Regions from separate parts of the Mus musculus genome. Here regions 2 and 3 are each linked to region 1. A link is a contact called in public ChIA-PET data. All regions are on one chromosome and are shown on one strand. The core of a region is the stretch at or near the end of the contact, and the rest is flanking DNA. Distances in the headings are between cores, read along the strand shown.

What was found. ChIA-PET counts read pairs in DNA pulled down with a chosen protein or histone mark.
Region 2: an RNA polymerase II ChIA-PET map of memory CD8 T cells shows a contact between it and region 1, with 185 read pairs. The contact joins two enhancer-like sites. A contact is called at or near these places in 1 of 39 promoter capture datasets (liver), 1 of 484 Hi-C or Micro-C datasets (bone marrow-derived macrophages), 6 of 115 datasets of contacts at active chromatin or transcription factors (bone marrow-derived dendritic cells, bone marrow-derived macrophages, effector CD8 T cells and 2 more) and 2 of 9 other capture datasets (adipose tissue and liver).
Region 3: an RNA polymerase II ChIA-PET map of memory CD8 T cells shows a contact between it and region 1, with 93 read pairs. The contact joins two enhancer-like sites. A contact is called at or near these places in 2 of 484 Hi-C or Micro-C datasets (CD8 T cells and bone marrow-derived macrophages), 4 of 115 datasets of contacts at active chromatin or transcription factors (bone marrow-derived macrophages, effector CD8 T cells and memory CD8 T cells) and 3 of 9 other capture datasets (adipose tissue, liver and pancreatic islet).

What each region holds. Positions count from the first base shown.
Region 1 is chr11:54,616,203-54,619,683 of GRCm38.p6, reverse strand. The region is part of intron 7 of Rapgef6 (Rap guanine nucleotide exchange factor (GEF) 6); the gene reads right to left. Among named protein-coding and RNA genes, the nearest start is that of Rapgef6, 95 kb to the right of the region's middle. Within about 2 kb of position 1,888, at least 18 of the 459 cell types and tissues checked have an H3K27ac peak or open chromatin away from gene starts, as enhancers often do. A contact at or near this core is called in CD8 T cells, bone marrow-derived macrophages and memory CD8 T cells, where this site is marked.
Region 2 is chr11:54,805,917-54,809,397 of GRCm38.p6, reverse strand. No RefSeq gene overlaps it. Among named protein-coding and RNA genes, the nearest start is that of Lyrm7os, 12 kb to the left of the region's middle. Within about 2 kb of position 1,542, at least 131 of the 459 cell types and tissues checked have an H3K27ac peak or open chromatin away from gene starts, as enhancers often do. A contact at or near this core is called in bone marrow-derived macrophages and memory CD8 T cells, where this site is marked.
Region 3 is chr11:54,762,342-54,765,822 of GRCm38.p6, reverse strand. All of the region lies in intron 1 of Cdc42se2 (CDC42 small effector 2), which reads left to right. Among named protein-coding and RNA genes, the nearest start is that of Cdc42se2, 24 kb to the left of the region's middle. Within about 2 kb of position 1,627, at least 57 of the 459 cell types and tissues checked have an H3K27ac peak or open chromatin away from gene starts, as enhancers often do. A contact at or near this core is called in CD8 T cells and memory CD8 T cells, where this site is marked.

The DNA.
Region 1 (3,481 bases), core at 639-3,138:
TAGTGAGTTGAGCACAGGAAATCCATAATTATAAAATAAGCAATCAAAATGAGTAGTAGTGGAGATTATGACAGCTTCATCTAAGGTCTTACATGCTTTCTGCCCTCTTTCATAGTCAGTTATTCTCTTATTAATCTCCTTTCCTGAGCCCAAAGATTCAGGGAACATCACAGAAGAGAAGGCAGTAAGAGCCTGAAGATGGGGACAAGTGCTCTGAAATACTTCCTTTGTATATAACATGTTGTACTCATGAACTCATAGCAACTGTGGTTACCCACATAAGACCTATATAAGACCAAGGAAGTATAAAATATCCAGCATAATATGGCACTGTTATTTAGAAGTACTCTGGAATAAAATTAAGTCAGTATAAAAAAAACAAAACTCCATTATAGAGTTGCTCCCGAGGCCCCAGTCGTAGCTGAGGATCTATAAAGAAGGTGTAGAAAAGTCACTTTTCTATGAGGGGTAGACACTGGCAGGTTCCTTGTGCTGCAGTAGGATGTATAAATATGTGTGTATGTGACCATAAATACAAGTTTCAAAGAGTTAAAAATAGGAACAAAGCTAAAAATGAACAGGAAGAGGAGAGGCAGGGAAATGGGAAGGAGAACTCTTGAGTAAGAGAAGCAGAACCAGAAAGAGCAATGAAGCAACAGAAATACAACATACTGGGCAGAGAAAGAGTGCCAGCAACAGGATCACAGAGAAGAATGGAGAAAAAACAGGTAAGCCATAGGACACAAAACGACCTTAGAGACAGGCAGGAAAGAAAGCCGTATCTGCAATTACAGCCTCCCTGCTGTCAGAACTGCTTCCACATTTTCTCTGTGGGCCAGCATATTAATCTTCTGGCCTTTGTTAATTCACATTAGGGCTCAGATGACAACTTAGTCTTGCTTTATGCACAATTTATAGTGCCTTTGGATTCCTCTTTATTTTTAAGTAGTTAATAATCCAGAATGAATATACAATGAGCTCCTTTAAGACTAGAAAAGATGGTTTGTAACAGTCTGCTGCTATGGCCTGGACCATTATCCTCTTTTCCTTTTTGAGACAGGGTTTCATGTGGCCCAGATGGGCCTTGACCTGTAGCCAAGAAGGCCTTTAAACTTCTGATCTTCCTGCTGCCATTTAGGATTATAGGTATATGCTCCTATGCTCAGTTTATGAAGTGCTAAGGTTGAACCTAATGGTAACGGTAAGCACTCTACTAACTGGGCTACATACATCTTCCTCCCTTTTCAACAGTGCTAGGCATCAAATATAGGGCCACCCAAGGCTCCTTTAGCCAAGGCATATCCCCAGATCCTAAAACTTTTTAAAAAAGAGTTATTCATTTATTTATGAATATGAGTGGTGCTCTGTCTTCATGAACACCAGAAGAGGGAATCACATACCATTAAAAATGGCTGTGAGCTACCATGTAGGTGCTAGAAATTGGACTCAGGATTTCTGGAAGAGTAGTCAGTACTCTTAACCATTGCACTATCTCTCCAGCCCATAAAAATTATAACTATTTTCATTATATGTATATGAATGTTTTGGCTACATGTATTGTAAGTAAACTGCATGTGTGCCTGGTGTCCACAGAGGTCAGAAAAGGGCATCTAATTCCCTGCACTGGGGTTATTGATGGTTGTGAGCTGCTATATGGAGCTAGGAGCCAAAATCACAAGTGCTCTTACATGGAGCCATCTCTCCAACACCCTAAAAATTCTTAATAGAAAGAAATCTTAACTTCAAGATGATGGTGCTGGAAGGTGGAGCCTCTGAGCAGCTAAAACCTCACCAAGTTATTAGAATCCTCATGAATGGGTAGTGCCTCACGGGTAGTACTATACGAGGCCAGAGGAAGCCCATCCAACCTTTCTTCCATATGAGGAAATAGCTAGATGGTGCCATCTACAGATCAGAAAGAGATCTTTCACAGGATAGCAAATTTGTCATTACTGTAATTTGGAATTCCCAGCATCTAAAACCATGAAAAGTGAATTTCTACTGTTTGTGAGCTACCCAGTGCACGGCATTTTTTTTTGAAACAGCAGCTTGAATGGACTATGATAGTATCTCATATACAATATCCTATTCTGTAACCAACATGTACTTTAAAGCAAAAAGAAGGATTCTCATTAACTGTAAAATGAACAGATGAATAAATTTAACTATATGTGGTGGCTCACGCTTACAATCCCAACATATGAAAGACTGAATCCCTGAGTTCTAGACCAGCCCAGAGTAACACTGGTGGTTGGCATGGTTAAGAGAGTAAATATGAAGACTCAAATGGAAGAGATGGACAATGGTCGACTAAAAGGAGCAGAATAATCACAGGATTAGAATGATAATATTAAGAGATGGTAGGAGACTCACTTTTGTAGGATAGTTAGCAAACTGAGCCCGCCCTAGGCAGATCATTAAAAAGATTATGATAAATAGGTTAAGCACAGGGGTCTAGTAGGACAAGGATTAAACCTCTCTTGGTTTTCCTTTCCTGTCACATGTACTTTGTACATATAATGCGGTGAGTACAAGCTGACTCTACGATGAGTTGGCCTTCACCAAATAAACCATCAGAGAATATCTCTTTCCTGTTTGCAACTAAACATGAAGCTACAGTAAAAGGTGCCACATGTTTAATGAAAATGTTATACAAACTTATAAAAACCACATTTAAAATTGAGGTTTAAGTGTTAAGCCAGCACTTCATATTTTCAATGCTTTTCCTTTCAGCATCATCATGTCCAGGTTCCCTTTTCAGGGACCATTCAGCTTTTAAGCTCATCTTGTCTTCTTGGTCAGAGGAGAATTTTGTGCAATGAAATCTTCCACAATTCTGCAGTCCAGGATAGCCCTGTCCATTTCTCTCCTCTGCCTTACAGACCAACATTTTAGTTAGCAGAGATATTTTGCCATTTACCTTGAAACCAATACTGGTATTTACTTCAAATATTATTCACCTTGAATTTTTTTCTAGATTACTTCTAAGTACCACAGTGCTTGACTCAGCAAAAGAAACAAGATCAGTAAAAACATAAACTCCCATCTGCATAAATTTATTCTGATAATAAATACACACAAAACACCAAAAACACAGCTAAGAAAAAGCATGCTGAGGGTCCAGCAGCATGTACTCTTGCCATGAAGCAGACTCTAAGTGCTGTAGGAAACTAATGGAATACAGAACCAGATGGCAGATGGTAGTGGGAAATGAAAGGCTTGAAATTCGTAGTTTGGTAAGAGCGAAGCACTGAAATTTCATTAATAGAATACTATTTAAGCCATCACATTCTTGCAATTTGTTTCAAGTAGGAGTTTAAATTAAATGGCACTGTATGTGGGTAGTGGGTAACTTAGCCTTGGACAAGGGCATAGATGGTGTCTTTTTGTATTTGTATTTTTCCTAGGATTAATACTACAGATTAAACCCCAGGACCTTGTTCATACCAGGCAAGCACTCCACTGTCAGATCACAAATTCT
Region 2 (3,481 bases), core at 293-2,792, 190 kb before region 1:
GGGAAACCACCAGAAGTGACAGCAAACACTGTTCCTAAAGCTTACAGAGTAGCTTTAAGGACATAACTGCATATGGCAGCTTTAGGGGAACAGAGCAACAAGCTAATGGGGTGAGGATGGATGGACAAATGCAGCAGATTGCAGAAGCCATGAGAGCCAGGAAAGGAGACAGACAATGTCTGGGAACAGGTACCCAACTATTTCTCCCAAAGAGGGGCCCCTGAGCATCTTCAGATTTGCTTTATTCCAGAGCTTACAGAAGTTATTAGCTTAGGTGGACATTTTAAAGATTTATTTTGTTTTCATGTATGTGTACATGAGTGTTATCTGTGTGTGGGTATGTGCACATGTGTGCAGATACCCGAGAAGGCCAAAAAAGGGGCATCAGATCCCATGATGCTGGAGTTAAAGGTGGTTGTGTGCCACCTGATGTGTGTGCTGGGAACTGAACTCAGATCCTCTGCGGGAGCAGCAAGTGTTCTTAAGTGCCGAGCCATCTCTCCAGCCACGGTCACAGGTTTCTCTGATGTGTTTTTTGTCTTATTTTGCTTTATCTTGCAGTTTGGGGGTATCCACCCAAGACCTCCCCAGTGTTGAAACAAGAGTTCTTTGCCTCAGCTACACCTTCTTGTTGCCTGGTCTTTTTCCTTTCCTTCCTTCCCTTTCTCCCTCCCTCCCTCCCTCCCTTCCTTCCTTCCTTCCTTCCTTCCTTCTTTCCTTCCTTCCTTCCTTCCCTTCTCCCTCCCTTCCCTTATTCCCTCCCTCCCTCCCTTCCTTACCTTATTATTTGTGGTCTATGTGGTTGTTTCTCTGTGTAACCCTGGTTGTCCTGGAACTTACTATGTAGACCAGGCTGGCCTCAAGTTCAGAGATCTGTCTGCCTCTGCCTCCCGTGCTGGGATTAAAAGTGCACACACCACCTTGGCATCTTTGTGGTTCTTAAGTGTGTGTCACAAGTTTCAGCTTGACACAAACCCCGAGACACCTGAGAAGAGAGAAACCTCAAAAGAGGAATTGCCTAGATCAGAGCGACCTGTGGTCATGCCTGTGAGGCATTTCCTTAATCTCCTGTTGATGTTGGAGGACCCATCCCAGGATGGGCAGCACCATCTCTAGGCAGGAGGTACAATTCGTATGACTTAAGCTTTTACCAGGACAAACAAAATCTCTTTCTTTCTAAACACTCTGTGTGTGTGTGTGTGTGTGTGTGTGTGTGTGTGTGTGTGTAGTATGTCAGGATTCATGCATGTGTAGAGGTCAGAAGACAACTTGCTGAAGTTAGATTTCTCTTACACTATTTGAGTCTGGGACTCAAACTTAGGTCATCAGGCACGGCAGCAAGACACCAAGCACTTTGAGCCATGTTGCAAGCCGTGTTGCTGGCCCTTTTTTTCCCCTGTATTAATTAGGTAATTATTCCCTCCCCCACCCGAGTAATATTTTATCTAGATGCTATGATGGTTCCTCTTTCACTTTAACTCATCTGGGTGTGAACAAGGATGTGGGGGCCGGTTGTTATTGCTTATGTAATGAAGACTGTGGTGAGGCCGTGTGCCAGGCTACCAGACATATTCCCCTTTGCATTCAACCCTTCTGTAACCACCATCCTCAGTAGGAAGTGCCCCACATCGCCATGTTGAACGCTCGCTGCCATAACTCTTCGTCTGAAATTAGTGTGACTGTAACTACTTTTTATGAGCTCAGTGCTATTTCCTGATGAGCCTTTAAAGCTGTCAAACTATGTTTTAGATAAGCCTAAAGCCTGGCCTGGTGACACACACTTATAATCCCAGCATTTAGCAGGCAGAGGCAGGAGGCCCAGGAATTCTAGACTAGCACTAGCCCACATAGTGAATTCAAAGCAACTGTTGTCTACATGAGACCCTGCTCTGCCCACTCCCAAAAGCATAAAAACATATCATTTGATTAATGACTCTAGCGGAACCACAGTTCTTCATAGGAAGAACCAAGTCAGGCCCAGAACTAGAACAAGGACTGAGGAGATGTCTCTGTGGTAAGAGCACTTCTGGGCAAACATGAAGACCTGAGTTTGAATCTCAGCACCTACATAAAACAAGTGGTGTGGCTATGGATGCCTGTAGTCCCAGAGCTGTGGGTGTCAGAGCAGGAGGACCTGTGAGGCTTGCTGGCTGCCAGTCTAGCTCCAAGTTCAATGGGAGACCCTGCCTCAAGGGCATAAGGTAAAGAATGGACAGCAAGACATGCGACATCTCCTCTGGCCTCAGAAAGCGCCTTACTCTACCAACACCACACAGGCGCGCGCGCGCGCACATGCGCACGCACACACACACACACACGCACACACGCACGCACGCACGCACGCACGCACGCACGCACGCACGCACGCACGCACGCACGCACGCACATATACTGCTCCAGGTTCAGTTCAGGACCCTGTCTCAGGCCAGGTGGTGGTGGCGCACGCCTCTAATCCTAGCACCCTAGAGGCAGAGGCAGGTGGATCTCTGAGTTTGAGGCCAGCCTGATCTCCAGAGTGAGTTCCAGGACAGCCAGGGCTACACAGAGAAACCCTGTCTCGAAACCCAAAGACAATCAAAAAGACCCAGTTTCAAAAATAAATAAATAAATAAATAAATAAATAAAGTGGAGAACGTATGAGGACAACACTCAGAGTTGACCTCTGGCCTGTGCATGCATGCTTGCACGGGCAGCCACACCCACATACACAAACATGTATGTATACATGCACACACATACACAAAAGGGAAAAAAAGAAGTGGGTAATTGGACTCCTACTTTCTGTCACATTCCAAAGCTACTCCATTTGATTTGGTGACTTATTGTCAAAAATAAAATGAAATAGGGTCTCACTTATGTGTCCCTGGATGGCTTGGAACTCATAGAGATCCACCTGCCTCTGTATCTTTATCACTGGGATTAAAGGCAAGTGCCACCAAGCCTGGCTTCAAAAACCAAACAGTAATAAAGGGCTTCATAATAAACATTTCTTAAACTGCACGTTACACTCAGTGGTACTATTAGTAGTCACTCTTTTTTGATTTGAGACAAGGTCTCAAGTGCCTCAGGATGTCCTCAACCTTACTATGCAGCTAAGAAAGACCTTGAGCCACTCTTCCTGGGATCTGGAGTGAGGGGAAGGGAGCCCCGAACTTCTCATAGAGATGAAAGCAACACTTAAAAGCTGAGCCGTCTGGGCTGGGGCTGGGACTCCGGTGGTGAAACACTTGCAAGGCCCTGAGTTCAGTTTCCTGGGAGTGAAATGAGAGGGCTGGTGAGATGGCTCAGCAGGTAGAGCTGGATGTCAGTACGTCAGTGTCAGTATGTCAGTATGTCTGACTACCTGAGTTTCATCCTGGGGACTCAAATGGTGAAAGAAAGAAAAAAAAAACTTTGAGTATTTTTTCTTTCTCTTTTTCTTTTTCTTTTTCTCTTTCTTTTCTTCCTTCCTTCCTTCCTTCCTTCCTTCCTTCCTTTCTTC
Region 3 (3,481 bases), core at 378-2,877, 150 kb before region 1:
CAGGTCTAGTATTTATATTTTAAGAAGTCCTTTTAGGAACTGGAGAGATGGATGGCTCAGTACTGGTTCCTCTTCCAGAGGTCCTGGATTCAATTCCAAGCACTGAAATGACAGCTCACAACCATCAATAACTGTAGTCCTGTGGGATCCCATGCCCTCGTTTGGTGTGCAGACTTCATGGAGACAAAACGCCCATATCCAAGCCTGTGCTTGTCATCTCCAGCATTGCACTGGCAATTTAGATTCACTATAGAGAACTCAAGGGAGAATGGTGGTCAGTGCAGTAACATGATTTAAGATTGCGCATGTGCAACTGTCCAGTGAGTAGTCTGGGAGATAAAAGTTATTGAGTTTTAAAACATTTCTATACTTGGCAGAGCAAAAGGAACATTTTATTTATATAGGGTGGCTTTTTTGTTTGTTTGTTTTGTTTTTTTGGCTTCTGAAACAGGGTCTAACAGTGTAGATTAAACTGATTTTAAACTCCTGATTTTCTGCTTCGGTCTGCTGGATGCTGGCCTTACAGATGGTTGTATCACCAAGCTGGCAAGGAAACTTTTAAAACAACAGCAATTGCATCTTTATGTTAACAGAAATGTATTTAATTTAGAAAAACCGGATCATTGTAGTCTTAGGAGTTGTCTTAGTTAGGGTTTCTATTGCTGGGAAGAGACATCACGTCCATGGCAATTCTTATAAAGGAACATATTTAACTGGAATTGGCTTGCAGTTTCAGAGGTTTAGTCCATTATCATCATCATGAAAAGCACACATGGTGCTAGGAGGAGCTAAGATTGTACACCTTGATCACAGGCAACAGGAAGTGAACAGGCTTGAGCTTTTGAGACCTCAAAGTCACACACCTCCTCCAGCAAAGCCACACCCACTCTAGGGACACACCTCCTAGTAATTGCCACTCCCTATGGACCTGTGGGGGCCATTTTTATCCAAACTACCACAGGAGTGTTAGTATTTTATTAGTCCATTAATTGTCATACATTATACATAAAATAATTCCACATTACATCTGTCAGAACTTTGTTTTCTTGTTTTTTGAATGATGAAGTTTCGGGCATTTGCCACCAGGCCAGGTTTAATTCTTCATACTGACCTTACAAATTAAATTCATAATACGAAGTCTTATGTATTAGACTTCTAAAATGGGGTGAAGGAATAAATACAAGTAATGTGTGTTTAAACACAAGACACTTACGTAACTTTCAGAGTCTATTCTATGAAACAAACACTTTACGGTTTCAGAAGGACAGTTGGTGGTGATAGAATTACTGAATAAGGAGGATCAGGCTTCAGGGTCATTCTCAAGGTAGAGCAGATGTGTGTGTGTGTGTGTGGGGGGGGGGGGGGGGGATCAGGAGTTCCTGGACCATGTGAGACTGTCTCAGCAACCCCCCCCCCCACACACACACAAAAGGGAATGGGTGGTCTGGAAGAATAGAATTGAAGTAGTTTTGAATTAATATATTCAAGAAGATAGGCCCATAGTTATGTCCTAGGGGTCAGGAAGTTGAAACTGGCAGGTGGCTGTCAGAACTCTGAATCTGGGGCCACAGCTGCTGCTGGTGACAGTGGCTTCTGAAGGTGATCCTCCTCCTGCGCACTAAGCACTCAAACTCATCAGCACAGGAAGCCTGCAAGCCTCACAGTGCTGCTCACGCCCAGGAGCTGCTTACTCAGCCCTGCTTACGTTCCAGATAAATTAACTACAAGAGGAAGATCTGGAAAAGGTAGGGGATTGCTTTTGGTGGTGGTTGTTACTTTTTTGGAAAAAAAAATGTCCAGCCCTGAAGTACAGGAAGGGACGTAACCTGGGAGCATGAGCATCCTTCTGCTCTACAAGGCATGCATGCAGGGTGTTCTGAAGGTGGTAAGATTCAAAACATTTCAACATAGATTTGATACATTCTGAAGTGTTATCTAAATATGAACCATTAATTTTGTTGTTTATATAAAGTTGTTTTTTTTTCCAGGCCTAATGTTTTCGGTTGCAAGTAAGCTAGTGTTAGTAAAAAACCTTTTATAGTGTGTTTCCTGTTTGTAGTGAATGGTGGAAGTATGCCTGGGGATGGAACTGTAAAACCTTTATTTTTCTCTCTTACTGCTGGAGTGTGTGTGTGTGTGTGTCACAGCATGCATGCACAGGTGAGAGGAGGAGGGTCTTTTGTTCACAGGTTGGTTGGCTGGTGAGTTTTCTTGGATTCTCCTATTTCTGTAGGCTTCCGGTTTTCCTTGGGTACTCGGAAGTCACACTCAGGTTCTCATGCTGTGCAAGGACTTTATTTGCTGAACCATCTCTACTTGCTATGTTTTATTTTTTTTTAAATTCAGTTTATCTTTATTATCTTGCTGAAATGATATTGCGGTAATTTTTAAAAAGAATGTGTGGGGGGTTATACTGGGGAGGGGGCTCTGCTCAGAGGAGAAGGGGAGGGAGAGGATCTGTGTGAAGGGGTACTTGGAGGAGAGGGGGGCTGATATTGGGATGTAAAGTGAATGAATAAATAAATAAAATTTTAAAATATTAAAAAAAATATGTACAACAGGCTAGATGTGGTGGCACATACCCTTTACTACCAGTAGTCCCAGGCAGAGACGGGCGGATCTCTGAGTGTGAGGCCCTCCTGGTCTACAGATCAAGTTCCAGAACAGCCAAGGCTACACAGGGAAACCCTGTCTCAAAAATAAGATTGTGCATGAGGAATGAACAAGTCTTACCCAGACTAGAGCGGGAAGATGTTTGCTTTCATTATGTATTTGTTTCTAAGATTTGTTTTATTTTGTGTTTATGAGGGTTTTGCATCAGATCGTCTGGAACTGGAGTTAAGATAGGTGTGAACCACCACATGGAGGTTGGAAGTTGAACTTGAGTCCTCAGAAAGAACAGTGCTGTTAACTGCTGAGCCATCTCTCCAGCCTCAAGTCTTGTGTTGTTATCATTACTCAATTTTAAACATTTCTCTAACAGGGCTGTAATAGGGAACTAAAAGCTCGTTTTAGTGTGTTCTTTTTATGCCCTCCCATGTTTCATGAAACGGCAGATGACCGTGTGGTTTTGATATGCTGTATATCTACTGTGGGTGATGGTACATACCTATAATCCCAGGCCAGGAAGATTGTGAACTCAAGGCTAGCTTGGGCTACACAGTGACTTCAAGGCCAGCCTAGACTAGATAGAGAGAGCCTATTCCACAAAATCAAAATAATCCTGGAGTGGTGGTACATCCACCCTGTAATCCTAGCACCTGGGAGGTGGAGGTTGAAATTCGGGAGGAGATCAGGGCCTCCTTCATTTACATTACATGGCAAGTTTGTGGTTAGCCTGGCCTGCTAGAGCTCCCTTCTCAACAAAACAAAACAAAGCAAATCACCCCAGAGCAACACAAAAAAAAAGACACATATGCTAACTTCCAGATTCTGGTTTAGAGTCTTAAAAAAGTGTATGTTTGCCTGTTCATATGTGTAT